Regions from separate parts of the Mus musculus genome. Here regions 2, 3, 4, 5, 6 and 7 are each linked to region 1. The links are chromatin contacts, called in public HiCAR-type and promoter capture Hi-C maps. All regions are on one chromosome and are shown on one strand. Each heading gives the region's core, a stretch centred on a gene start, on an enhancer-like site or on the middle of the called end of the contact. The rest is flanking DNA. Distances are from core to core; before and after follow the strand shown. Region 1 holds the start of Mex3a (mex3 RNA binding family member A). Region 2 holds the start of Trim46 (tripartite motif-containing 46). Region 3 has its middle 4.7 kb from the start of Gm23269. Region 4 holds the start of Prcc (papillary renal cell carcinoma (translocation-associated)). Region 5 holds the start of Scamp3 (secretory carrier membrane protein 3). Region 6 holds the start of Hdgf (heparin binding growth factor). Region 7 holds the start of Hcn3 (hyperpolarization-activated, cyclic nucleotide-gated K+ 3).

Evidence for each region. Promoter capture Hi-C pulls out the DNA fragments that hold promoters and counts their contacts. HiCAR-type assays count read pairs that join an accessible place to other places.
Region 2: a contact with region 1 is called in a HiCAR-type map of astrocytes, with 2.6 times the contacts expected there. The contact joins the promoter of Trim46 here to the promoter of Mex3a in region 1. A contact is called at or near these places in 5 of 39 promoter capture datasets (the C10 cell line, the SN4741 cell line, cranial neural crest and 2 more), 3 of 484 Hi-C or Micro-C datasets (all in embryonic stem cells) and 2 of 115 datasets of contacts at active chromatin or transcription factors (astrocytes and pancreatic cancer cells).
Region 3: a promoter capture Hi-C map of pre-B cells shows a contact between it and region 1, with 2.2 times the contacts expected there. The contact joins the enhancer-like site here to the promoter of Mex3a in region 1. A contact is called at or near these places in 7 of 39 promoter capture datasets (the C10 cell line, cranial neural crest, frontonasal cranial neural crest and 4 more) and 2 of 115 datasets of contacts at active chromatin or transcription factors (neural tube and pancreatic cancer cells).
Region 4: a promoter capture Hi-C map of pre-B cells shows a contact between it and region 1, with 2.8 times the contacts expected there. The contact joins the promoter of Prcc here to the promoter of Mex3a in region 1. A contact is called at or near these places in 4 of 39 promoter capture datasets (the HPC-7 cell line, fetal liver, liver and 1 more), 1 of 484 Hi-C or Micro-C datasets (rod photoreceptor), 1 of 115 datasets of contacts at active chromatin or transcription factors (pancreatic cancer cells) and 1 of 9 other capture datasets (adipose tissue).
Region 5: a promoter capture Hi-C map of pre-B cells shows a contact between it and region 1, with 2.7 times the contacts expected there. The contact joins the promoter of Scamp3 here to the promoter of Mex3a in region 1. A contact is called at or near these places in 6 of 39 promoter capture datasets (cranial neural crest, embryonic stem cells, liver and 2 more), 2 of 484 Hi-C or Micro-C datasets (embryonic stem cells and stem cell-derived neural progenitor cells), 4 of 115 datasets of contacts at active chromatin or transcription factors (astrocytes, embryonic stem cells, pancreatic cancer cells and 1 more) and 3 of 9 other capture datasets (adipose tissue, liver and pancreatic islet).
Region 6: a contact with region 1 is called in a promoter capture Hi-C map of pre-B cells, with 3 times the contacts expected there. The contact joins the promoter of Hdgf here to the promoter of Mex3a in region 1. A contact is called at or near these places in 7 of 39 promoter capture datasets (the 3T3-L1 cell line, the HPC-7 cell line, fetal liver and 3 more), 1 of 484 Hi-C or Micro-C datasets (embryonic fibroblasts), 2 of 115 datasets of contacts at active chromatin or transcription factors (bone marrow-derived macrophages and pancreatic cancer cells) and 1 of 9 other capture datasets (adipose tissue).
Region 7: a promoter capture Hi-C map of pre-B cells shows a contact between it and region 1, with 2.3 times the contacts expected there. The contact joins the promoter of Hcn3 here to the promoter of Mex3a in region 1. A contact is called at or near these places in 9 of 39 promoter capture datasets (cranial neural crest, embryonic stem cells, hippocampal neurons and 3 more), 1 of 484 Hi-C or Micro-C datasets (embryonic stem cells), 3 of 115 datasets of contacts at active chromatin or transcription factors (embryonic stem cells, pancreatic cancer cells and stem cell-derived neural progenitor cells) and 3 of 9 other capture datasets (adipose tissue, liver and pancreatic islet).

The regions. Positions count from the first base shown.
Region 1 is chr3:88,530,025-88,533,658 of GRCm38.p6, reverse strand. It overlaps Mex3a (mex3 RNA binding family member A), which reads right to left and starts at 1,713. Exons shown (of 2, transcript NM_001029890.3): 1 at 811-1,713. The coding sequence starts at 1,264. Gm38618 (a long non-coding RNA gene) reads left to right here and starts at 1,779. Exons shown (of 2, transcript XR_867447.3): 1 at 1,779-2,302; 2 at 3,266-3,634.
Region 2 is chr3:89,244,315-89,247,948 of GRCm38.p6, reverse strand. It overlaps Trim46 (tripartite motif-containing 46), which reads left to right and starts at 2,052. Exons shown (of 10, transcript NM_183037.2): 1 at 2,052-2,234; 2 at 3,538-3,634. The coding sequence starts at 2,172. It overlaps Krtcap2 (keratinocyte associated protein 2), which reads right to left and starts at 1,511. Exons shown (of 5, transcript NM_025327.3): 1 at 1,434-1,511; 2 at 1,017-1,171; 3 at 821-884. The coding sequence starts at 1,437.
Region 3 is chr3:89,194,740-89,198,373 of GRCm38.p6, reverse strand. No RefSeq gene overlaps it. Among named protein-coding and RNA genes, the nearest start is that of Gm23269, 4.7 kb to the left of the region's middle. Within about 2 kb of position 1,738, at least 351 of the 459 cell types and tissues checked have an H3K27ac peak or open chromatin away from gene starts, as enhancers often do. A contact at or near this core is called in neural tube, pancreatic cancer cells, pre-B cells and 1 more, where this site is marked.
Region 4 is chr3:87,883,711-87,887,344 of GRCm38.p6, reverse strand. Prcc (papillary renal cell carcinoma (translocation-associated)) reads left to right here and starts at 1,783. Exons shown (of 7, transcript NM_033573.2): 1 at 1,783-2,470. The coding sequence starts at 2,003.
Region 5 is chr3:89,175,836-89,179,469 of GRCm38.p6, reverse strand. It overlaps Scamp3 (secretory carrier membrane protein 3), which reads right to left and starts at 2,079. Exons shown (of 9, transcript NM_011886.3): 1 at 1,813-2,079; 2 at 1,403-1,480; 3 at 247-375; 4 at 33-153. The coding sequence starts at 1,878. Gm45927 (predicted gene, 45927) reads right to left here. Exons shown (of 19, transcript NM_001310017.1): 12 at 1,403-1,480; 13 at 247-375; 14 at 33-153. It overlaps Clk2 (CDC-like kinase 2), which reads right to left. Exons shown (of 13, transcript NM_007712.4): 13 at 2,383-3,076. The coding sequence ends at 2,891.
Region 6 is chr3:87,904,308-87,907,941 of GRCm38.p6, reverse strand. Hdgf (heparin binding growth factor) reads right to left here and starts at 1,621. Exons shown (of 6, transcript NM_008231.4): 1 at 1,228-1,621. The coding sequence starts at 1,314.
Region 7 is chr3:89,158,527-89,162,160 of GRCm38.p6, reverse strand. It overlaps Hcn3 (hyperpolarization-activated, cyclic nucleotide-gated K+ 3), which reads left to right and starts at 2,004. Exons shown (of 8, transcript NM_008227.1): 1 at 2,004-2,376. The coding sequence starts at 2,102.

The sequences.
Region 1 (3,634 bases), core at 464-2,963:
CAGACACGCACCCCCCCCCCATATTCCAAGTGGAGGTTTCTGTCCTGTCCCCCTTCACCGACATGCCCTTCCTGGCCTGTCCCATGAATTCACTCAGAGACTTCTCTGCAGACCCCTAGCTCCAGGCCGTGGCCAGCCCAGAACAAAAGCAAGACGGAGGAGGAGAGGCCCACGCCAAGACTGGTACTTCCTCAGAAATTCCCCTCCCCAAACACAGGGGCCCTCCAACTTCGGTGTGTAAGCGACCAAGGGACCCCTCTTTGCCAAGGGCTCCCTCATCACCTCTCCCCAGACTGGGACCCTCCCCTGGGCCACACCCCCTTTCATTCCTACACTCAGCCCAACAAAGAGGCAGCTCTTCAGTCGGGCTTCGTGGACTAGGTCTCCCTCAGAGTCCCCAACTCCAACAGCAGAAGGTCCCAGGAGTGCCCCCTCCCCAGTATACAAGCAGAAACTAGAGTAGGGGCTCCCAAGTAATTGCACATTCCGTCAGTCCTTCCAGCCAGGAGCCGACACCCCCTCCGCACAGACCCTGGGATTGGGAGGCAGCTCCCCCTCCCCTTTCCTCTCCCAGTTCCAGGATATTTCTTTGTCTACGGGCGGAGCCCCAGGGGAGGAAGGGTCCCGAGAGTCGTCCCGACTAGGGGTAGCAGGGAACTTTGTGGCACTTGGAATCTGGGCAGGGGGCGGGGCCCCCTTTGTCGGGAAGGGACAGAGCCAGAGGCGCGCAAAGAAGGAAGCGATGAACTTTCCGTGCCGGGGACAGCAAGCCCCCACTCCAACCCTCGCAGTGTCCAGACGCCCGCTTACCTTGCCTGCCCACGATCTCGGCCACGTGCTCGGAGGTGGGCACGGGAACGCACTCCGTGGTGTTGCTGCTGCCCTTCAGTCGCAGCTCGGCCTCTTTGTAGAGCGCGCAGAGCTTGGCGTCGTTCGCCCCTTTGGGGGCGGTGGGGGGCTGGGGCGTCTGCGCCGCGGGGGCCGCGCTCGGGGCGGCCGGGGCCGCCGCGGGCGGCGGCGGCGGGGCCGGCTGCGGGGGGGCGGCCGGCTGCGCGGGGGCGCCGCCCCCCCCACCTCCCCCGTCCTCGCCCGCCGTGGGGGCGGGGGGCTCCCCCAAACCCAGGAGGCAGAGTTGATCAAGAGCCAGCTGAAGGGCGCGCTCGTCTTCCAGCAGCCCTCGGTCCTTAGCGCTTCCCCCGAAACATCCTAGTTCTCCAAAGCCCCCATTTCTTTCCATTATTCCAGATACCACTAGACTAGGCATGGCGAAACAAAAGCTGGGGGAGAGAGGGAGAGAGAGAGGTGGTGGAAGGGAGAAGAGGAGAGAGGAGGGGAGGGGAGAGGAGAGGAGGGGGTGTGTGGGGAGGGGGAACAAAGAGCTGGGGAGGGGGGAAGAAAGCGAGATAGAAAGATAGACCCACCCCTAAGCCCCCCTCCCCAAGCACCCTGTAACCTGACTCCCCTCGCCCCAGCCCCCGGGTGGGGGTGGGGGAAAAGAAGCAAAACCAAGAAAGCAGATCTCCTCTCGCTCCGGGGTGACGGGGTGGGGTGGGGGGCTGCGGGCCCTAGCCCCCACCCCTCCGCCTCGGACCCAGAGTCTCTACCCTCCGCCGAGCAGACGCCCCCTTAGGTTCCCGCACCGAGCCCCAGTCCCGGAGCGTCGCTCAGTGGCCCCCAATAGAGCCCAGCCCCTTCCAGCGCTCAAACTCTTTTGTTTTAAATGAACTGGATGGAGCAGCATGGAACTGACGGGAGGGGGGCGCGCCGGGGGCGCCCGGGGCATGCCGGGAGTTGTAGTTTCCCGCCCTCGGGCGCGGGGAGGAATTCCTCAACCCGGGCAAGAAGGGGATTGCGCCCCTCGGGCTCTGCCCACTGGTCACGGGAAAAGCCTCGGGTGGGTTGGGAGTTGTGGTCCGAGAAATTTTAGGAGCTGGCAGTATGCGGGAAGGGAGCGGGTGTGGAAAGGCGTTTCTCCTCTGCCCGCGGGTCCCGGGCCTCTTTCTTATGGTAATGAGGGCCGGGGCGGAGCGGCCTCGTGGCTGCAGTGCCCTCCCTCCTCCCGCGCGCGATCGCGGAGTCCACGGGCTCGGGCCTCTGGGAGAGAGCTGGTGGAGCAGACAAAGCCCGCGGCCGCTACAGTGGGAGGAGCAGGTCTCTGCGCTGTGTGGGGGCCAGGAAGGGGCGTTCGGTTGGGGGTGGGACCCCCGGTAGAGGATGTGGTTCCCTCTCTTCTCGGAGGTAGCAAGCCCTTCCCCCTCCCCCAGCCCCCCAGTTCCGGGATCTCAGAGGCCACGACTGGGAGGTGAGTTAGTTCGTGCCCCCGTGGTCCGTGCAGTGACCCGGGGAGGATGAGGAGGCGTGGAGGGAGAGGATGGGGGTGGGGGCTGATCCGGGAAGCCAGAAGGGTCCTAGAGGCTTCGTATGGCTTAATTTGGAGCCTTGAACCTTGAGTAACAGGAGTGAGATTGGGGGCCCCTGAGAACCCAGGTTTTTTATTTTTACTTTTTTAGACCTGAGCCTCGAATATAGTGGAGGAAATCTTTTGTCCCTTAGGACGGTCATTTCGCTGTTTCCTTTGCCTCCTTTATAAACCAGTAATTCAGCCCTTTTAACCCTAGAAATATGGCGAAAGAGATCATAAATAAGCTTTTAAGATTTGACTGTTAAGAGGGGAGTTAGAGTGTACTGCATTCTTTTCTCTTTCTTTCTTTTTTACTTCCCCCCTACTCTGTATCTTCTGGTTTTTGTTTTTGTTTTTCTTTCAAGAGAGGGATGGGATCTAAAGGTCTTGTGGTCAGGCTCAAGGAGTCACCTCCCCAAGTTGGATCACAGTAGATGGGTATGCTGGGTGGGTAGGAGTCCCGCCCCTGCCCGAGGGGTTTCCTTTGGGAAATCTGAGCTAGTCTAGAGGAAAAGTTTTGCATGAAGGTAGGGCAGTAGATTGACAATGGGGATGTCAGGAGGCACAGTGAGGCCAAAGGCCAGGAGGGCTGAGCTCAGGCCCGGTCCTTATAAGCTGATTTTTGGAAAGTGCGTTTGCACAGCATTTGGGAAGGCTGGAGTCTGAGCTGAGTGGTCGGTGGGTATGAGAGTTGTGGCTCTCCCCCTTCGGTATAGATGGTGAAGGAGAACTTTGAGCTGAGGGACCTGGCTAGCTAGAGTAGGGGAGGAGGTGCCCCACATGGAGGACTTTATGGGAGTGGATGCTCTCGCCTTCCAGCAGGAGTGGAGGAAGGCTTCTGACTCCTGTTCACCTCTCTCCCAGGAACCTGGACTTGGGCGCTGGGAGTTTCTTTGGAGAAAGTTTCTACTGGAGACCAGGTGACGGTGGGGCTAACAGCTGTTTGCAGCTTTCCTGTCCTCACTGAAACCAGATTCCCCCCAGAGTTTGCCCCATCTCTGATTTCCTCCTCACTAAACCAATTAAGGCAGGAGGTTAATGACCAAAAAAGCCTTGGGGATTTGATCGGGGAGGAAAACAAAGGGCAGAATCTATGAGTGGAGAGAGGATGCTGCTGAAAGGGAAAGGGACAGACTGAAGGTGGAGCGGGCAGGGTGGCACCCCACTGGAATCTCCCCCCACCCCCCCACCCCACCCCATACAACAAAGATACACCAGTCCTCAGGGGATCTT
Region 2 (3,634 bases), core at 803-3,302, 710 kb before region 1:
TGCCGACTTTGTTTTATGAGCCCTATTCTCCATCAGATCTCTATATGAACCATCTAACAAGAATTATCACACACAAAAACTGATCTATCAGGGCTGGAGATGTGCCTCCATTGGGAGAGAGATTGCCTAGCATGTTCAAGGACCTGGGCTTAATCGCCAGCACCTCATAAACTACATGAGGTAGTGCTAATCTCAGGACCTGGGAAGTGGAGGCAGGAAGATCAGCAAGTCAAGGGTTTAGTCATTCACAGCCACACAGGAAGTTCAAGGCCAGTGTGGGCTACAGAAGGGAGGAGAAGAAAGGAAGAGAGAAACAAGCGGATGCAGAGAAAGAGAGTGAGCTCTAGCGGTTATTCTCTATTCTCCTTCTGTCAGGGGTCCTGCTATTGGTAACATCCCAGTGAACACAGACTTCACAATCTCCTCCAGCAGCAGTCAATAGTGCGGGCTCAGTTCCACATCAGAATCCCTCAGTGGGCTTGGTTTTGCTTTCTTCTCTCACAGGGACAAAGAACACCTTCTCCTGGATGCCTATCAGACATCAGCCCAGGCTTGACTGTTCACTTGAAACCTGTCCTGAGAGCAGACCAGGTTGGCCTTTTTCTTTCTTTTCCTCTCCCTCCCCTCCCCTCCCCTCCCCCCTTTTTGTGCTTCTCTTCCAGCTCCAATAAAATGCTTAATCTGAAAGCATCTTCTGTCTTCAAGATTGTGTTAAGCAAATGTATTTCTCCTTTATCATCTAAGCACAGGGAAATTCGGCATCATGTTTGGGAGAGGTTTAAAAAAAAAAGAGTCCAGTTAACTATTGAGTTTCACTTACTCTCAGGGAAGATTTTTGCTTGGAAGCCTTTACCAAAGACCAGATTCTCCAGATTATTGAAGGCCTGGGTGATGTAATTAAGGAGAAACTCACGCAACAAGATAGGAAGTAGAGGGACTGCAAAGCCCTTGCCACCCACTCCCGCCCATGTTCTGTTCATACACCCCCGCCTCCCCTTCCAGCGCGAGGAAGATACAGTCAGGGAGAAGACGAAAAGGCCGGAGCCCAGCAGGCCCCCCTGAATGGTGAGCCACTCGGTGGAGGCCAGCTGGCGGCTGTAGATCTGCATGCCAGCGAAGAGCAGCAGGGACAGGAGGGAGGACAGCGCCAAGGAGGTCCCGGTACCGACTACTATAAATGAGAAAAAGAGTCAGGCTAAGATTCAGGCAGATTCACTCCGGAGCTTGGCTCACCAACCACTTCCAAGTGACCCAGCCCCCACCCCACAGCGACCTCCAGGAACCACCCGGCCCTGCACACCCAAGTTCCCGCCTGTCCGGAGGAAATGCTAGTTCCCAGGACACGTCAGCTTTACCGAGGCTACGGAGAAAAGAGGACCACCCCAACGCCCACTCCCGCTAGAGCAGCCCGGGCATCCCGCCGGTGCGGTTACCCATCACGCCCCGTCCGTGGTCCAATCCGTGTCCCTGGAGAAAGAGGGGAGCCAAAGCCGGCGCGGTTGTCTGTACGCAGGCGTCGGGGCCAACGTGGACTTGCTTTACTTCTTCCTCTACGCGCCTTGGGTGCAGCGCCCTCTTGTGGCAAGGAGGAAATAATGCTTCTAAGAGCATTCTAGGCCACCGCCCTGCTTGGTCTCCAGCCTTCTGTAGCCAAGGCATCTGCTGTCTCTCTGGACAAGCTGCACTCATCTTTCAGTCATGATCCCATGGCCTAGAGTCACCTGTGCCTTCATTGCTATTCATGTCATCTCCCGTACAACTTCCTCAGACCTCCCTGACCCACTATAATTGCCTCAACAACTCCCGAAGATATGTGCCACCCAAGATGTAGCACCGTCCACCTGGAGTTGTTCTTCTGAAACGAGCTTCGTGCTTTATGTGAGTAGTATGACCAGGAATCGATGCAAGCTTCTAATAGGAGGAATGGTTCCTACCTCAAATACCCTCCATGTTACCCACCCCCTAGACCGCCTTTGGAGAACCACGTGGGAAGAACTATTTCCCACCCCCTACCTCGACGGACGCAGTTCGAAGCTAGTCCCTGGAGCATGCGCAGTGACATCTCACCCTCCCCACCCCTCCCTTCACCCCACCCGGCTCCTGCATTAAGCCCCGGGTTCGCAGCAGCAGCCAGGATCGGGCACCCGGGGGCGGGCGGGCACAGTAGGGCCATGGCTGAGGGTGAGGATATGCAGACCTTCACTTCCATCATGGATGCACTAGTCCGCATCAGTGTGAGTTAAGGTGGGGTCAAGGGGAAGGGAGGGGATGTAAAGGGTCGGGGCAAGCCAGACCCTTGAACAGGTGGGGGTCCAGGAAGAATATGGATTATAGAGAAGGGATTAGTTAAGACAGAAATGACTGGGAGGGCGGAGACGCAAGTGTGGAGGGATCCTGGGGACAGCCGAGTGGTGAGACTCCCGTTTGCTGGGGTGTAGGCAGCGAGAAGCTGCCCGGACCCAGCGGGTAGGCTTGGGGTAGCTGCCAGGCGTGCACCAGGGCTATGAGAAGGGGCATGTGTGAGCTTGGATGTTTTCCAAGAAACTGAGGACAGGTGTGGCGGGGGGTGGGGTGGGGTGATGAAAAAACCGCTCCTGGGTGCAGTTCCCAATTTGGACCCCTCCCGACCACCCCCCCTACCGCCCCCAACCCCCCCCCCCGCTAGCTGCCGTGCAGCCTCCCGTTGCCATGGTAACCCGTGCCCGTCTCTCCCAGAGGCGGTGCCAACCCTGCTCCCCCCCACCACTTCCTTCCCCCTCCCTCCCTCTCCCTCCCTCCTTTGTGTCAGCTGCGCCCCTGACCGGGATGGCTGCGAAGAGAGGGACCAAGGTGAGGTGTGGGGGTGGGGAATAGCCAGAAGACCCCTCACCAAAAGGGGGAGGGATACTTCCGGTGGGGAGGGGGCAGGTAGGCGGGGCGCTCCTTCCTCCCCCACCCTAGATTGAGCAAAGGGTTGAAACAGGCCGAATTTCTCCACCAGACTGGGTCTGATAGCTCTAGTATAGAAGGCAAAGAGAGATGGGTTGATTTGGGGAGACTGGAAGAAATAGAATTGAAGAATGGAGGATGGGTGCTGGGGCGCCGGCCAGTGCCCAGCCGGTTCAGAGAGCTAGCGCACCCTGGCCGCGGGGAGCAGTCATGCGTCTAAGGGTTGCTAGAGAAAGGGGCGGGGGACAACACCCAGCTGTAGAATGGGTGGTGCCCTTGAAATAAATGCTATTAATCCAGAGATGGAGGGATGGAGACAGGTGAGGCGGGAGGACTGCCTGCCAGCACTGCTGCAGCGGGAGTGATGGGGGTGGGGCGCGATGGTGGGGGAGGCCAGAGCTCCAACTGTACCTTCTTGGTGGACCTTAAGCTCCCCAAGAGGGGCGCTGAAGCAGGAGACAGAGAGCTGGGGAGGTGTGTGAACCAACGAAGGCGGGTACTGGGCCAAAGCAGTAGGTAGCTTGTGCTGCCCTTCCTGGCAGCCAAGGGACCGGGCTGAGATTTGCCCAAGTGTCCTAGCTCTCACACAACCTCCTGGTCCCTCCACAGACAAGCATGAAGAACATGGAGAAGGAACTGCTGTGCCCAGTGTGCCAAGAGATGTACAAGCAGCCACTAGTGCTGCCTTGTACCCACAACGTGTGCC
Region 3 (3,634 bases), core at 489-2,988, 660 kb before region 1:
GTCTGTTTTTGTTTTTGTTTTTATTTTGTTTCATATTCGGTTGTTTTGTTTTTCTTCTTTCTTGAATTAGGGTCTCACTGTCACCTGGAACTTTGTGTCTTTGTCTCCACATGCTGAGATTGCAGAAGTGTGACATACCCAGGGTTTCAGATGCCACTCTAGTGACACACATACACAAAAACACAAAATAAACTATCCTGTGACACAAACTCATAATACCATACAGCTCTTTTGTCTAACTTACAGCAACTGCCTTCAGTTGTGTGATGATCTACATCTATCTGTGATGATCTACATCTAATCTTAGGCAGAAGCCTAATTTTGTTTCAGTAGGAACCTGATTGTTGGCCTGGTCAGTGGTGGCCCACACCTTTAATCCCAGCACTCAGGAGGCTGAGGCAGATGGATCTTTGAGTTTGAGGTCAGCCTTTTATACAGAGTGAGTTCCAGGATAGTCAGTGTGACACAGAGAAACCCTGTCTTAGAAAGAAAGAAAGGAAGAAAGGAAGAAAGAAAGAAAGAAAGAAAGAAAGAAAGGAAGGAAGGAAGGAAGAAAGAGAGAAAGAGAGAAAAAAAGACAAATTTTACTATGTATCCCGGACTAGGACAATCTAAGTAGGTCAGGCTAGCCTCAAACTCAAAGAGCTCTGTCTGACTCTGCCTCTCAAGTGCTGAGATTAAAGGCTTGCATAACGATGCCCAGATCACCTCTTTTTAAAACCTTTCTTGTGTTTTTTGGTGGGGCAGGAGAATGATGGCACCTGTGTGGAGGTCAGAAGACAACTTTGTAGAGTTTGTTTTTTCTTTCTGTGTTTACAGTGTGTTCCAGCAATGGTTGAGCCTTTTGGCCCGCCTTTCATCCCCTTTTAAAAATTAAACTTATATTCTGTTGTATTTACTTAATTATTGTATGTGAGTGCATGTTCCCAGGTGCACGCTGGCAGCCACATGAGTGAGTAGGCTTCCTCTTTTCCATGTTAAGTATTTTAGGGACCAGACTTAAGTTGTCTGGCTACTACACAATAGCGTACTCCCTGAGCCTTTACCTTTTCTTTATTTGTAAAACACAAGTCTTTTTGCAACTGTTTTGGTTTGTCTTTGTAATACACAGCATAACTAAAACACAACTTGAGGAGGAAAGGGTTCATTTCATATTACGACTCCCAGACACAATCCATCACGGGGGAAGTCAGGTTAGGAGCAATAGCAGAAACTGGAACGATGACTGTGCCCCATGGTTTGCTCTGCTAGCTTTCTTAAACCCAGGACTACCTACCTATCCAGGGGTCGAGTAGTACCACCCGGTGCTCTGGATCTTATTATCATACCAATCAAATATGAAAAATATGCTCCACAGACTAATCAAACGGAGATGATTCCTTAGATGAGGGTCTTCCCAAATGTCTAGGTTTGTGTCAAGGTGACAAAAACTAACTAGCACAGCAACTAATAATGATAACAGGATGGTTCCGTGCAAATGCTGGAAAGGAAAAAGTTAACGCACCAAACTCAGGCAGAATTGACCAGTATCAATTCTGCCTGAGGTCTAATCAGAGAAACAGCAGCCCCAACCGGAGGCTAAAGGAAATCACAGCAGCCAAAGGCAAGTGGGCGGGACGCCATACGGGAGCGGGGCGTGGCGTGAGGCGGGGGTGGGGCGAGGTGTAGTGTGAGGGTGGGGCTGTGGGAGGGGCCTGAGACGAATGAGGCATGAAGATAGAAGTTACTAGAGGCGAGGGCTGGGCGTGAGATTCGTCTGGGGGAGCGTGAGGTGGGCAAGGCGAGTTTCCCTCAGAGCCTGCTGGGTTAGAGCTGCAGTACCAAAATGCGCAGGCGCGAAACTGGAGGCTAAGCTTTCGGTTTAGCGAGGAGGTTGAGGCTCCTTAGAAAGTGGGATCCCAGGCCTTCTCTTTTCATTGTTTCTCCTGGGACAGAGTCGTGTAACTGACCCGCGTTGTTCTTAGTCTATAATGTAGACTACACAAACAGGGGTTGAGGCGAGGGTGGCTGATGCGCCACTGTGTCTGTAGGGCCAAGCACTGCGAATAGGTTAGGAGAGGCGATTGGGTTTGCACAGTGAGCTTACCCTGTGCGATCGGATCAAGATTCCTGAGTTTACTCCTTAAGGAACCTCAGCACAGGGAAGATTAAGTCTCCAGAAACTGCCCTGGTGAGGCAAGGTTCTTTACCTCCTACTTGTTTTTGTTGTCCTGGCTGCATACCAACCCTTCCTGAGGCTACACTCTCCTTGTGAATTATTCAAGAGCCCTTGCAGCCTGATATCATCTCTGGGCCGTGACTCTTCCTTTTCCCATTCCTGGAGGGCATCTTGCTGTTCCCGCAGTAGTAAGAACCTAAAACTCTTTAGATTATTTTGCTGCCACTTTGGGGCGGTTTTGGTTTTAATATTTTGAGACAGGGTGTCCTGCCTGGCCTTGAACCCTCGATTATCCTGCTGCCTCAACCTCTCAAGTGCTCAGTGAGAGCCACCAGGACTGGCATACTAAATGTTAGCTAAAGATAGATACGCTGGGGGCGGGGGTGGGGTGGGGTGGATAGATACACTGTGTTAGGTTCAATGAGCAAATCCCTGATTTGGAACTTAGAGTCTAGGGTGATGCTAAAGGCGGGGGTGGGGAAGTGTGCTGGAGAGATGGCTCTTCCAGAGGACCCCAGGTAGTTTGTAGTATCCACATCCAGTATCTCCCAGCTGCTGCTAACTCCACCTCCAGGGGATACCAGCTCTCAAGTGGGTATACACGTAATGAAAATACATCTTAAAACTGAGCATAGCCCACCCCTGAGTAAAGCAGAAAAACAGGTAGATGTCTGCGCATTTGAGGCCAGGCTAGTCTACATAGGAGTTCTTGGACAACCAGAGCTATGTAGAGAGACTCTGTCAACAACAACAATAATTGTGATGGTTTGTAAATGCTATGCCCAGGGAGAGGCACTATTAGGAGGTGTGGCCTTGTTGGAGTAGGTGTGTCACTGTGGGTATGGGCTTAATACCTTCACCCTAGCTGCCTAGAAGTCAGTATTCTGCTAGCAGCCTTCAGATTAAGATGTAGAACTCTTGAAAGGTGGTGGTGGCACAGGCCTTTAATCCCAGCACTTGGGAGGTAGAGGCAGGCAGATTTCTGAGTTTGAGGCCAGCCTGGTCTACAGAGTTCCAGGACAGCCACGGCTACACAGAGAAACCCTGTCTTGAAAAACCAAAAAAAAAAAAAAAGATGTAGAACTCTCAGTTTCTCCTGTACCATGCCTACCTAGATGCTGCCATGTTTCTGCCTTGATGATAATGGACTGAACCACTGAACCTGTAAGCCATCCCCAACTAAATGTTGTTCTTATAAGAGTTGCCTTGGCTGAGTACTTCGGAGGCAGAGGCAGGTGGATGGATTTCTGAGTTCAAGGCCAGTCTGGTCTACACAGAAAAACCCTGTCTCAGAAAAAAAAAAAAAGAGTTGCCTTGGTCATGGGTGCCTGTTCACAGTAGTAAACCCTATCTAAGACAATAATAGTAGTTATAATTATTATTAATGTTAAAAAAGAAAAAAATGTAGGTGGGTTTTGTTTTATATGCTTTATGGGGCATTGATCCCAGGGCCTCAAATGCTAGGCAAGTACTCCA
Region 4 (3,634 bases), core at 534-3,033, 650 kb after region 1:
AGACAGGGTTTCTCTGTGTAGCCCTGGCTGTCCTGGAGCTCACTCTGTAGACCAGGCTGGCTTTGAACTCAGAAATCTGCCTGCCTCTGCCTCCTAAGTGCCCAAGTGCTGGGATTAAAGGCGTGCGCCACCACTGTTGGGCTATAAATAAATCTTAATTTTTTTTGGGGGGGGGACAGGTATCAGTGGGGTGTCAAATTCTGAATCATGTACATACGTGCATGCTAGCTAAGCACTGTAATGTTGAGCTGCCTAAACTCAGTATAGTTTAAACACAGGTGTATACAAGTTATTCTGGGAGATTTAAGCAGATGTCTAGAGAAGGTGGTATAAGTTTGTGTATGAAGCCAAATGTTCAGACACATGGCGAGGAGGCTGGTGAGGAAGAGCCACATCCTTTCACAGTCTTTACAATCCTCATCCTTCGCTCAAAGCACCCTTTCCACGTTCTTTAGCCTCCTCCCTGCCAAACTCTAGCAGCTCTTTCGTTGTTGGCTGACCTCAAAGGTTTTCTGCTCTTAGGAGCAGGGAGGTACCCACAGAGAGATGGGTTCATGTATAAAGGACATGGCAAGTAGAGGGCCCTCAGTTAGAGGGTGACAGAAGTGATCCAGAATCACAGGGAGCCAGGGAAGAGCAGTTGCACAGCACGTCATCATAGACGGGCAGTATGTGAAAAAGCCTGCAGTAAAAGTGGGTGGATATGAGGGCCATACGCAAAGGCCGAGAAGACAGCACATCCAGCCAAGAAATGAATGCCAAAGACACATGCACTGTAGGGTGGGCACAGGTGATCAACCCCTAAGAACTTGGAAGTGTACCGGGCCATAGTCTGTCCTTTTACTGAGGTAAAGTGATTAATCTCCAATTCTCCAATACCTTGCCCTAGTTTCCCGTGCTTCTCACTAGTTGCTGAGGAAGGAGCCCAAGTCCCCACACTCATGGGGATAGCGTTCATGGGAGGTGTGTACTGTTACTAGATGTATACTGGTGTATTCATTGGTTAAGAGCACTGACTCTTTTTTTTTTTTTTTTTTTTTTTTTTTTTTTTTTTTTTCTGTGAGACAGAGACAGGATTTTCTGTGTCACCTTGGCTGTCCTGGACCTCACTTCATAGTCTAGGCTGGCCTCGAACTCACAGATCTCCGCCCGCGTCTGACTTCCTAGTGCTGGGATTCAAGGTGCATGACACCACCCTTGCCATGCTCTCAGATGCCTGCGGCCTCGTTTTCTTTCTGGCTTCGCAATCTTAATTTTATAACGTACCCTAGAGCTTTGTCTTTTCTTGGGGTGCTTTGTTCTAACACCCAGGTCGACTCGGAAGCATCACTGTTTTATTTACAGGTAACTTTCCCTTTAAGCTATTTACTTTCCCAGACTTCATCACTTTCCCGACAACACTTGCAGTTTCTAAGGGTACCACAGCTCCCATAATCCTTAGCTGCTCTGAGGAACTTCAAGTACCGAAATGCTCTAAATGCTTACGTGCTACCGCGCTGATCCATGGGGCTTGTAGTAACATAGGACTTGAAAGGACACACAACAACAAACAAACAAACAAACTACGAATCCCAGGAATCACTGCATCAGAGGAAGCTTTCGCTCAGTCTTTCTGCGCACCCTTTACGCCACCTTTAGACTGCAATTCCCGCCATGCTTTGCACTGAGTTCCCGGAGGTAGAGAATGGGGTTGTTGCTAAAGTCTTCTCTGGGAATTGTAGTTCTTAAGTCTGTGAGGTGAGTAGTAGGCGGAGTGACTCGGCGGCCATTAGGTGTGTGTAGTTGCTTGGTGCTAGGAGCTTAAGTGTAGCGGGAATTCTTACTCGGTGGAAATCAACCCTAGCCATGGGTTCCTGCCGGGGATAGTTCTAGAGCACGGAGCAGGAGGCGCTTTTCGGTTCCCCGCCTTGCCCGCTGGTAGGGCCTACTAGGCCGCCGGGACATCCCGGGTCTCAAGTAGGCCTAGTCTGCCAGCAAGGGCGTCCCAAAGGCGGGAGGCGCCATGTCTCTGGTTGCTTATGCCAGCAGCGACGATAGTGAGCCGGATGAGCCGGAGCCGGAGCCGGAGCCGGAGGAAGAGGATGTGGCGGCTCCTATGCCAGGGCCCACTTTAGGAGGCCTGTTCGCTTCTCTTCCTGCACCCAAAGGCCCGGCCTTGCTGCCCCCGCCCCCCCAGATGCTGGCCCCAGCCTTCCCCCCGCCGCTCCTGCTGCCCCCGCCCACCGGAGACCCCAGACTGCAGCCGCCTCCGCCGCTGCCCTTTGGCCTGGGCGGCTTCCCGCCACCTGCAGGAGTGAGCCCTGCTGAAGCTGCGGGAGTTGGAGAGGGGCTGGGGCTGCCATCGCCTCAAGGCCCTGGGCTCAGTCTGCCCCCAGCTGTGGGCGGTGTCGGACCCCCCTTGGGCCTTCCCAAGCCAAAGAAGAGAACCGAACCGGTTAGGATAGCGGCGCCGGAGCTGCAGAAGGGCGATGTGAGTATGGAGGGGGGGGGCACCTCAAGTCCCATTGGGCTGGAGTTTAGGGGTAGGAGGGACTTGTAACCATAATGGAGCTCGACAAACGCATCCGTTGACTCCGAGCCGCTGGAATCCTCTTAGAAGGCGGTTAAATTCACCTGAACTTGCCTGCTTTGGGGAGTTAGGGTATTGGCCATGAGGCATTCTGGAACCTGGGACTTCCTTGCAGAAAGGGATGCGTGGTATCCTTGGTACTGACAGGCTTAAGGCGCATGCATGGAGACAATTCTTTCCCTTTCAGCATCTTTATCTCAGTTGGCTTCTCTTCCCATATTGAGGGCAGGTTAAAAGTGGCGCCTGAAGTGACAGCTGGTGGGACTAAAGTGCTCCTGTTGAACATCCAGGACCAGCCTTATCCTTTGCCCCATCTCTAAAATAAGAAGGCTGGAAGGAGGTAAAGGACATGAGTGGAGTTAGAGAAGAGATGGAATGTTTACTTATTTTGACATGGTTCTAGTATTGTAACCCAGGCTTTTCTTGAATCACTGTGTAGCTCAGCTTGGGCTTCAACTTGTGATCCTCTTGTCTCAGAGTCCAAGTGCTGGATTAAAAAGTGTATTACACTATCCCTGGTATAAGAAATTGAGTATTGCCTCTCCCTCACCCCCACACACAATGGGAGTTGGACTTGTAGCCTCCCTCACACATAGTAGGTAAATGCTCTTCCACTGAGCTACAAAACCCAGCCCTGTTTCCATTGTTTATTTTGAGGAATGGTTTTTCTAGATTGTCTAGACTGACTTGAATTTTAGATTGTTCTGCTTCAGTCTCCCCTGTAGCTGGGATTACAACCTATAGAAGCAGGATTTGGTAGTCCAGGCTGGCTTCAACTTTAGTAGCTAAGATTGTCCTTAAACTCCAGATTCTCCTCCATCTCCTTCCTGAGTGCTGGGATTACAGCTGAACACCACCATGCCTGCTTTATGCAGCTTACATTCATGTCTAGGGCTTTGTGCATGCTAGGCAAGCATCCTTATCAACTGGGCCATATCCTCAGCCCTAACATACTATTTACAGATATGAAAATGGAGTCCAGCATGTAGTCTTACTGGAGATTGACAACTGGATCTGTTTAAATCTGTTTCACCATCTAGATACTGTCCAGGCTAGATGAGCATT
Region 5 (3,634 bases), core at 830-3,329, 650 kb before region 1:
CTAATCTGTCACCCTAACCAGGCCTCACTTACTGCCTGCACCACCCAGGGCGACATGCTGCAGTTCTCGCTCCCGGCGGTCCAACTCCTCTGCCTTGCGGTTGAGTTCCTCCTGCTTCTTCAGCAGCTCAGCAGTGGCCGCTGCAGCTGAGGCCTACCCAGCATATGAGAGGCGGCATGAGAGAGGCAGGCGTGACCTTGAGGCCCAGCCCTGACTCTTCTCCCACCACCCACACACACTCTTTACCTGGGTGCTGTAGGAGCCGTAGTTCCTGGGCTCTGTGGGGCTGAGCTTTCTTGAGGACTGTACAGAGGGAGCTGAGGGTGGCGGTAGAGGTGCTGGGGCTGGAGCAGGAGGCTCGTAGGCTGGTGGGGGCTGCTGGAGACAAGCCTTAGACATCACCTAGTCCCTGTAACTCAGTCATCTAGTCTGTGTGCAAGCATTACCCAAGTCAGCAGCATATCCCTACAAGTTGGGAACCTCGTTGGGTTTTTTGGTTTTGTTTTTGAGAAGACAGGCACGTGGGTTGATCTCAATCTTACAATCCTCCTGCCTCAGGCTAAGCACTGGGATTGACAGCTCTGTGCCACGTTCCTAAGCTACTTATGTAAGTTGGGCAACTCCATCAGAGCTGCAGCAGTCCTGTGCAGCCTCTTACATCCAATGCCATCAGCAATTATCCACATCTAACTTTTCTAATTTTTAAAATTACATTTACCTATTGTGTGTGAGTTCATGTGTGTGTGTACACTCTCTCATGGTATGCACATGGAGGTCACATGACAACTTATAGGAGTTTGTTCTCGCCTTCATCACCTTCTTGGGGGACTGGCTGAAGTCAGGTTTTAGTCTAGGCTGCAAACTGAGCCTTTACCCATTAATCCATCTGACTCTTTGTTTTTTGAGGCAGGGTCTCACATGCCATCATGGTCTCCAACTTGTTACTAGCTAAGGGTGACTTCTTATACACCTGCCTCTACCTCTCAAATGCTAGGATTATATACTCGGGCCACCATACTGGGTTCATGTAGTGCTGAGGGCTAGGGTAGTGCACTTGGTAGGCAACACTCGACCAACTGAGCTACATCCCCACAGCTCCCCCACACCCTTACTTTCTTTTACTGCCCTCCTCATATGCCCTCTGATCGCACGGGTTTCTCAACTATGACTAGCCCCAACCTTGATGCTCTTCAAACAAGTCTTCCCTGGACCGACTTCTTTAACTCAAAACTAGATGACCCTTTTGTCCGAGATTAGGTTTGGCTTGGCTAACGTCTCTCGGGAAGCTAAAAGCACACCACTTCATCATTTGGTTGCATTAACAAAGTCCCCAGGATGCTCAGACAGAGCTCATGGTACACTCGGCTTTCCCTGCTCTTCTGTGCTCCCTCTAATTGCTCACCTCTCGGTTCTCAAAGGGGTTGTAGACGTCCAGCGTGGCATACTGCTGGCTGGGTCGGTGCTGGATCACAGCTGGGTCCTGAGAGCAGAGACGGGGCTCAGCGGGCAATCGGTGTCAAAGGAATTCCTAGGAACTTCCCGAAACTGCTCGTGGTTCCAAGTACTGAGCCTTTGGTGCCACGCCGTTGTTCCCAACATTTGCCTTCAAGTCTATCACTCTACATAGCTAGAACCCGCTCATTAAAGGGGCAGAGCCCGCAACCCTTTAGCTCCCCATGTTCACTGGTCTCGAGCTACCGCCACCTTCACATAGCGACACTTCTACCCTGGGTCAAAAGTCACAAATGGGAATAGCATTCCGACCCCACAGAACAGTATGCAGACTGGCCAAAGAAGGCCGGCGCAAATCACCTGAAAGGGATTGTCAAGCTCGCCGGAGTCGGGGAATGGATTCCCGGTGTCTCTGCTCTGAGCCATGTTTGCAAGTGAACCCGGCCGCCCCTGCCCTACACGCCCCTGCCCCGGCAGTACGGCGGTGGCGGCCCAAAGAACTCCCTCCGGTGTGCTTGGTCCACTCGCTTCCCTGTGCTCCAATTGGTTGAAACAACCGGAAGAGTCGCGAAGATTCCCGCAGCAGCAGTGGACTGCGCCTGCGCCTCAGTTGGGGGGGGGGGAGGAAAAAAAAACCCAAAAGCGGGAAGTACCGCACGTGATATCCCTAAGCCAGTCTCCGCAGCCCAGAGTCACACTTCCTCCACGTGACTTCCTAGCAGGCATGAACTACATATCCCAGGTAGCTTCATGTTAAGCAGCTCAGAAGGTATCTTTGCGCACAGGTTAGTGGCGGGAAGCTCAGTTTTCTTCACGGGTTTCTGGATCTATTGAAGGGCATAACTTCAAGGCTACTGTCACTATCCATTTATTTACAGGGCCAAAGCTATTTCCTGACATTCACTACTCTAGATCACACAAGTTCTACCTGATTGCATCTACTTTAATTTTTACTACCTCAGAATACAAAGTGCATATAAGTGACTCTAAGTTGGCAGGACAAAGAGGCCTTTATACCCAAATTCAGATGGCTACCAATTATTTCACTCCTTCACCCCAGTACCCTCGAACCTCAAATTCCAGGGATTGGGGGGGGTCAGATGAAGCATGTCATTTTATTTCACAAAGACTGTACAAAATCCCTTATAAAACATGGGGTAGACACCACCTGGTTACGTCATTCTGCCCCCCATCCACCTCCACATGAGGGGCAGATGAGGTTGGGAGAGTGTAAATAGTAGTATATACATGTCAGGGGTTGAATCGATAGGTACAAGTTCTGTCATATTTACACTATTCCACATATTCACAGGTACAAAGGAGCCAGGGGCTGGAGAGAGGGCAAGTTCTGCCTCTGTTCTTTTGTATAAAAAAGCACCAGTGTCCTGGATTGGACACCCACTGCTACACAAGGAGCAGGGGGCCCAAAGCCTAATTGTCACCGACTGATATCCCGACTGGAGTCCCACAACTTGGTGTTGGGTGGCTCAGTCCGAAGGCAGGCGAAGAAAGGATGCTGAAGGGCTTCACCTAAGGTCAGCCGCTTAGCAGGCTCATACTCTAGCATATTTTCAATCAGATCGAAGAGCTGGTGGTGGTCCTCTGCCTCTGAGGTCAGATACCGCTGGTGGAGGGCAGGAAGAAGGTAAGGCAATGCCTTACAAACTTCATTCTCTTTCTTTCCTTTTCAAGACAGGGTCTCACTGTGCAGTCGAGGCTGTTCTGGAGCTACGCACTGCAGCTGACTTGGAACACCTGCCTCGGCCTCACAAGAGCCTCTCGAGTGCTGGGATTGCAGGCCTGTGTCACCTACGACTCCCTGCTTCCTCTAAAGCCCCACTTTTGCTCTTTAGAAAAAGAACCAAAGTTCGGCTTGCATGGAATTTGAAAGCTACCTTATCACAACATTATGTGGTCATAATATTTCTGATATTACAGCTCAACCTACCTTCCCACTAGCACAATTAATCCTTAATATTCTGTTTTACTTGTATATACTTGTCAACCTCATGACTCTTCCTTAGCTCCACATTAAAGTGTAAAGTGTAAGCTTTTCAAAGGTAGTTTATTCTTTTCTGTCTGCTTTCCTCTGGTTGTCTATAGATGAGGTTATCTGTGAACCCTCGATCTCCTCTGTCCACCGTTGACCAAATTATCTTCTTTCAATGTTCCTCCCCCTCCT
Region 6 (3,634 bases), core at 372-2,871, 630 kb after region 1:
GGCTCAGGCAAGTAGGATTGAACACACTCCTTGGGATGGAGGGAGAGAGAGAGAATATGGAGGGCCACTTGAGTTTTCTCAAAGATCAAGGTGTCCTGACACCCTGAATAGGAACGAAGACAGCATGGAGCCTCAGAGTCGTACTGAGCCAGATGAACAGTCAGCCATACTGTAAAATTCACAAGGCAATCCTGCCTGAGACCCCTCCCTCCAGGCCTTTCTGCCCGAGGATTTCTTTTACACAAGTTCCACACCCTAAGGGGCTGAGTCATGCCCTCACTCGGTATCAAGGGCCCCCTCTACAATCGTTTTGAAAAATTCCCAGAAGCAACCCTCCCCCCAACACACACACACACACACACACACACACACACCTTTTCCTGGGAGGGAAGGTGATAAACACAGCAGGCTTTCTGCCCCACCCTCCCACCTGGCCAGGTGCTGGAATGGGGAAGGCCCTACTCTTGGCGGGTTCAAACAACCACATGGCTGACACCGGCCTCCCTGACTGGAGACGCTCACTAATGGGAAGCCGAGGAAACTCCAGCGTCCCACAATCCCCCACACCGCGCTAAGGTCGTCTGTACTGGATTTCCCAAAGCACACGGGGGCCCTGCTGCCTCCAGTTCCAAGTCTGAGCTGGAGGCATATGGAGGGATGTTCTTGTAGAGCTGGGGGCTAAATCGGTTATGGCAGAGTCACCAGGCCAGGCAAGACCATTTTTAAGTAAGTCGTCCCCAAACATTTCACGACCCTCCCAACTTCAGAGTTCCTACCAAAATGCTCCAAGAAAGTTTGTGAGTCGCCAACTCTACATCCACCTAACCCTCTGTGAACTGAGACCCCTCGCACCCGTTCGTCCAGCCAGAGAAACCTGAACTGGAGGCAACTATCAATGGAGACTCAGGGCTCAAGCGGGGCTCCGAGAAGGGGTTGGGATTCGCGGCGAAAGAAGCGACACACCATCGGGCCGCTCCCCCCCCCCCCCCCGCCACCGTGAGCCCGAAGCCTCGGCCGCTGTGACGGAGGGGTGAGGGCGAACTGAGCACGCGGCGCTGCCCGCCAGGTGCCGGCCGCGATCGCCTCCGTTATGTAAGCGGTGGTGGGCTCCCGCCAGCCAGAACAGGCCTGGCACCCCTGCCCCTACGCCCGCTCCGCGCTCGGCGGCCGTGCCCTCCCGAGCGTTATGCAACCCGCAGCAGGGCCCGCGACGGCCGCGCCACTCACCCGGGCCGGCCAGTGTGGGTATCCTTTCATCTTCGCAAACACCAGGTCTCCGCACTTGTACTCTTTCTGCCGGTTGGATCGCGACATGGCGGGGCCGCGGGCGCCCCGGGCTCCGCGCCGAGCCGGGAAGCGCGAGCCCAAGTTTGCGCGTGCGGCGGTTGCGGCGCCGCTGCGCTCCGGCCCTCGCGCGGCCCCCGCCTCGATGCCGGCCCCCGACGCGAGCTCCGGGGCAGCCACGGCGTCTGCGCCCGCGCGCCGCTCGGACAGGGCCGGGCGCGGTGGGCAACACACGGCTCCGGGAGCGCTAGCTCGTGTGGTTGTTTGTGTTTGAAATTCAATTGCTCCCTCCTCGGCGCGAGCGAGGCCGCTTCCTCCACCCCCCGCGGCCCACTCCTCCCCTCGCGCTCCCGCCCGCGGCGGTTCGATGCGCGCAGCCAATCGACGCCTACAGCCTGCCCCGGCCTCACACCCAACCTGGAGGCCGCCAGGCGGGGCTCAGAGGCACAGGCTTGAAGAGCCGAGTGCCGAGCGCGCCGAGCGGGCTTTGTGTGCGGGCGGGTGGTGGGTGCCAGCCCAAAAGGAGCTGGCGCCCGCTGGACAGGCTGCACGTGCCCCTCCCCGGGCTCCTCTGAATGCCCTGGCCAGGCGGGGCCTACTGTGGCCTGCCTTGCGCTCTGTCCCCCCTACCACGTGCCATGTCCCAACCCACGTATTTGCTCTGCGCCTCTGACTTCTAACTAGTTAGACCGCCAAGGCAAGAGGTGTACCCCACACACTCCACGTGCTTCTGTTGGTGGCGGTATAAGAGTTCGAGTCCTACCATTTCAGTCTACTCTAAATTAACAGCTGTATCTGGACTATCACCAATTACCCTCACTAGAATAAGGAGGTCCTAAACGATAAAGACAGTTGGATACCACTAAATCTAGTTTGGAGATATATAGTATTAATTTGAAGACTGTATTTGGCCTGGGTTATATTCTAAGGAATGATGTGCGCAAAACTTGATCTCAGATCTCAAACCAAACAAGATTTTGTTGTAATTACATCTCTGTGCAATGGGTTTTTTGTTGTTTATATCTAATTGTTTTATATCTTATTTTTATTGAGACAGTCTTTTTTTTTTATTTTTTTTTATTTTTCAAGACAGGGTTTCTCTGTGCAGTCCTGGCTGTCCTGGAACTCACTCTGACTGACCTCAAACTCAGAAATCCGCCTGCCTCTGCCTCCCAAGTGCTGGGATTACAGAAGTGTGCCACCACTGCCGGGGGAGACAGTCTTAGTATGTAGCCCTGGCTGGCTGGCCTGCATACTCTCTTTTTAAAGAGATTTGAAGGTTTCTGGTTTTTGTTTGTTTGTTTTTGGTTTTTCAAGGCAGGGTTTCTCTGTGTAGCCCTGGCTGTCCTGAAACTCATGTAGACCAGGCTGGCCTCAAACTCAGAGATCCACTTGCCTCTCCCTCTTAAACGGGTGCACCACCACTGCCCAGCAGATTTGAAGGTTTTTTTTAATATTTATTTATTCATTTATTATTTGTAAGACACTGTAGCTGTCTTCAGACACTCCAGAAGAGGGCCTCAGATTTCATTAGGGATGGTTGTGAGCCACCATGTATGAGTTCAAATGGTCCACAAACAGCTGGGATTTGAACTCAGGACCATTGGAAGAGCAGTAGGCACTCTTAACCACTGAGCCATCTCACCAGCTCAGATTTGAAGTTTTTATTTGTGTTTGTGAATGCATGCTACATGTGTGGTGTGCAGAAGAGAGTGTCAGATCCCCTGAGGCTGGAGTCGCAGGTCATTGTGAGCCCATTCACATGGGTTCAGGGAACTGAACTTGAGTCTCCTGGAAGAGCAGCAACTGACCACCTCTTCAACCCTAATCACAAATTCTTTAAAAAGTTTAATGATGCCTGGCGTGGTGGCACACGCCTTTAACCCCAGCACTCAGGAGGCAGAGGCAGGCAGATTTCTGAGTTCAAGGCCAGCCTGGTCTACAAAGTGAGTTCCAGGACAGCCAGGGCTATACAGAGAAACCCTGTCTCGAAAAACCAAAAAAAAAAAAAAAAAAAAGTTTAATGAGTTTTTTTTTGTGTCCTATAAGTATGAAATTTTACATGTTTTTAAACTCAAATCATGCACATTCCAATTTAATTAAAACTGAGGGTCCTACCCTCTTCTCCACTTGGCTAAAAGGTATCAGTAAGACTTCTAAGTTATTATTACTTTAGTGTAGAATAGAGTTTATTTAGGGCATGGGGAGGGGAGTTGAGGGGGTAGTAGAGACAGAGAAAGGCAGAGTGGGTAGAGGAGTAGCCATGAATACGGAGGAGGGGTGGCGGGGGGGGGGGGGCAGAGAGGAAGAGCAAGAGCAACTTCTAAATTCTTGATGGGGCTGAGAATGG
Region 7 (3,634 bases), core at 755-3,254, 630 kb before region 1:
AGGCAAGTGAATTTCTGAGTTCCGGGGCCAGCCTGGTCTACAGAGTGAGTTCCAGGACAGCTAGGACTACACAGAGAAACCCTGTCTTGAAAAAAACCAAAAACCAAAAAAAAAAAAAAAAAAAAAAAAAGTCAAAACAAAACAGGGAAACTAAAACAAAAACAGCAGAACTACGCAGTCCATCACCTGCAGCTTGTGTAATTACTCAGGGCTGGAGAGAGAGCTCAGGGGTCAAGAGCACTGGCTGCTCTCCTAGAGTGAACCAAGTTCAAGTCCCAGCAACCACATGTGGCTTATAACTCTCTCTAACTCCAGTTCCGGGGCCTCTAGTGCCCTCTTCTCACCTCTGCAGGCACCAGGCACACACACATGGTTCATAGAACAGACATAGGAACAAACCCCTCAGACAGATAAAGTAAACAAATACAATTTATAAGTAATTGAAAGTTGCTGAGACTAAGTTCAAATTTTTAGTGATTGGTAAGTTTCACTAAGGAGCTTAAATGTATTTCTTTTTTCTTTCTTTCTTTCTCTCTTTCTTTCTTTCTTTCTTTCTTTCTTTCTTTCTTTCTTTCTTTCTCTTTTTTATTTTATGTATAATATAAAACCAGAAGAGGGCATCAGATCTCATTACAGATGGTTGTGAGCCATCATGTGGTTGCTGGGAATTGAACTCAGGACCTCTGGAAGAGCAGTCAGTGCTCTTAACCACTGAGCCATCTCTCCAGCCCTTAAATGTATTTCTAAAATGGAGACACTTGGAAGGACTTTAAGAAAACTGAACAGTGTCATGTGGATGTAGAAAGTGTACTTGGAGACTGAAACATGAATTTGTCTAGGAGAATTTGGTGAAGACTTCTTTTTTTCTTTTGAGACAGTCTCTTTATGTATCCCTGGTTGTCTTAGCACTTACAATATAGCCCAGGCTGGTGTCAAATTCACAGAGATCCACTTGCTTCTGCCTTCCAAGTACTGGGATTAAAAGACTGCAACACCAAGTCCAGCAGACTTTGAAAATTATTAAAAACTTCTGAGACCAGGTAGAGTGGCACACATTTGTAATCCCAGTGCTTGAAATTCAGAGGAAGATCAGAAGTTCAAGACCAGCCTGAGCTACAGCCCATGTCAAAAACAAAATGTAAACTTCTTGAAATAATTTAGTTGGAGATTATGACGGTTTATCTCAGGCAGTGGCTGTAAGAAGAGGAAAGAAGCTGGGTGGTGGTGGTGCATGCCTTTAGTCCCAGCACTTGGGAGGCAGAGGCAGGCGGGTTTCTGAGTTCGAGGCCAGCCTGGTCTACAAAGTGAGTTCCGGGACAGCCAGGGTTACACAGAGAAACCCTGTCTGAAACAAAACAAAACAAAACAAAACAAAACAAAAAAGTTGTTCTACACGTAAAGCTCAGAAAGGCATGTAGTATGGTATTTCCTTGGTTGTTGATCTGTTTATGGAGATGAACCATTGACTTAGCTAAGATTTCTGTGCTCAGTTTTGCATCCTCAGCATGCACTCAGTGAATGGTTTTGCTAAAGGTTGTCTTAATGAATTAGGAAACACATACTACAGAAAGCAGTTTAGAGGATCTCTGGCATAGCAAGACTCCTAGGAGAGTGCTGAGAAAGGACATGGTCAGAACAGATTCCCATTCTGTCCCTGACCCTCAGGAGGTCCCCAGGCTGCATATGCCCTAGTGAGTTTCCCGCCTCCAGAAGCAAGCTGAGCACTCCCACCACACAGACACACAGACACACACACAGACACAGACAGACAGACAGACAGACAGACAGACAGACACACACACACACACACACACACACACACACACACACAGCACCCACCCACCCTCAGGACCCCTAAGCCACGCCCTCTCGGGAAAGTGTGGGCAGCAGTTGTGCCAGCGGCCCGCCCCGCCCCGCCCCGCCCAGTCTCACGCAGCCCTCGCCAGGGGGCGCAGCTCTCGCACGTCTGTCGCCTGCACACGCCCCCTGTGCCCCGGGCGCACGCGGGTCGGAGCTCCCCTGCCTGGGCTGCTCTCCCAGAGACTTGCGCGCCCGCCATGGCCCTGGACCGGTTGGGGAGGCCCTACGAGTGAGGGCAATCATGGAGGAGGAGGCGCGGCCGGCGGCGGGGGCCGGCGAAGCGGCGACCCCTGCACGCGAGACGCCTCCTGCGGCTCCGGCCCAGGCCCGCGCGGCCTCAGGTGGGGTGCCGGAGTCTGCGCCCGAGCCGAAGAGGCGGCAGCTCGGGACGCTGCTGCAGCCGACGGTCAACAAGTTCTCTCTCCGGGTCTTCGGCAGCCACAAAGCAGTAGAAATCGAGCAGGAGAGGGTGAAGTCCGCCGGGGCCTGGATCATCCACCCCTACAGCGACTTCCGGTACGGGGGGCTCAACGGGGAGAGCGAGGGACACCAGTGCTACCGGCCGGGTGGAGTCACCTCCCCCAACCCAGCCTGGGAATTCCTAGGCGGGTTTCCCCGAGGTCCTCAGTGTTTTGTCAGGTTAGGGAAGCATAAGGGACAGCGAACATCAGGTAATCTCCGAGGACTTAGTGCACCCAATGCAGGAACCTCAATGACCACAGAGAGCATCGGAGTTTGGAAACCTTGCCTCTTTTCAGTACTGTTTTCTGGGGATGTGGGAAATTATATCATGCCCCAAAGCTTGGAGACCTGAGGAAGAAGCCTAGTTCCACTCTCTACCACGCTTTAACCACACACCGAGCACTTGCCCAGTTCAGTAGAACAGATCAGGGACGCTGGGAACGCTGGAGAAGAACAGGGGTCAGTCGGGTCCACAGCTCTGTTTGCTGTCCGTGGTGCTGAAGGCGGAATGCGGCTGGGCGGGGCGGGTACTCAGAAAGATTGGGAAGGAAAGCAGGGGCTCAGCCACCGCCCAGGTGTTTCCCGGAGAGAAAAGGGACAGAGAACTGGGATGTAGCCATTTCACTGTCCCCTTCAGGCTGTACGTCTACATCAAGGTCGCTAGGGGAGAAAATCAGCCCTGCCCTTGGGGACAGTGAAGGACAGCTTTCAGTTGAAGAAATGAGGTGTGTCTCTGGAGCTTGGAAACACAATCGGAGGCCCAGACAGTATCTTCCATTCTCAAACATTCACTCCCTGTAAATAGTCCCCTATTCTGCGTTGTTCTTTCCAGTCCTCTTTATTCTTTCGCTCTCACCTGCCTATCTGTTCTCCAGCAGATCCCCTCCCCTCCCCCAGTTCACCCTCAGACATATCCCCAGAAGCCATATCCCCCTCAGAGTTGTGTTGCTTCGCAGTCCTCTACCACATCACCCGCTGGGCTTGTGACTGCCTGTGAGTCAGGCTGTGAAGATGCTCTGATGGCGCGGCCAACCTTTCCTCCTCTCTCCCAGTGTCTCACAGTGCAAGATTTCTCCTCTGCAGCTGTGGAAGGGGAGGAAGAAACATCAGGGGTTTGTTGCTGAGTGAAAACATTCAAGTCTGAGGGGCATTCGGGGGTGGGTCTGGACTTGGGAACTAACAAGCTTTTTTGGAGGTTGAGAGGATTGATTTTTGCAATCAGAATCAGAAGGGACTGTGTTTAGGACTTACGCTGGGATTAGCCCTGAAACCGTCATGTGTGCTCCAGTGTTTTTTGTTTTTTGTTTTTTTC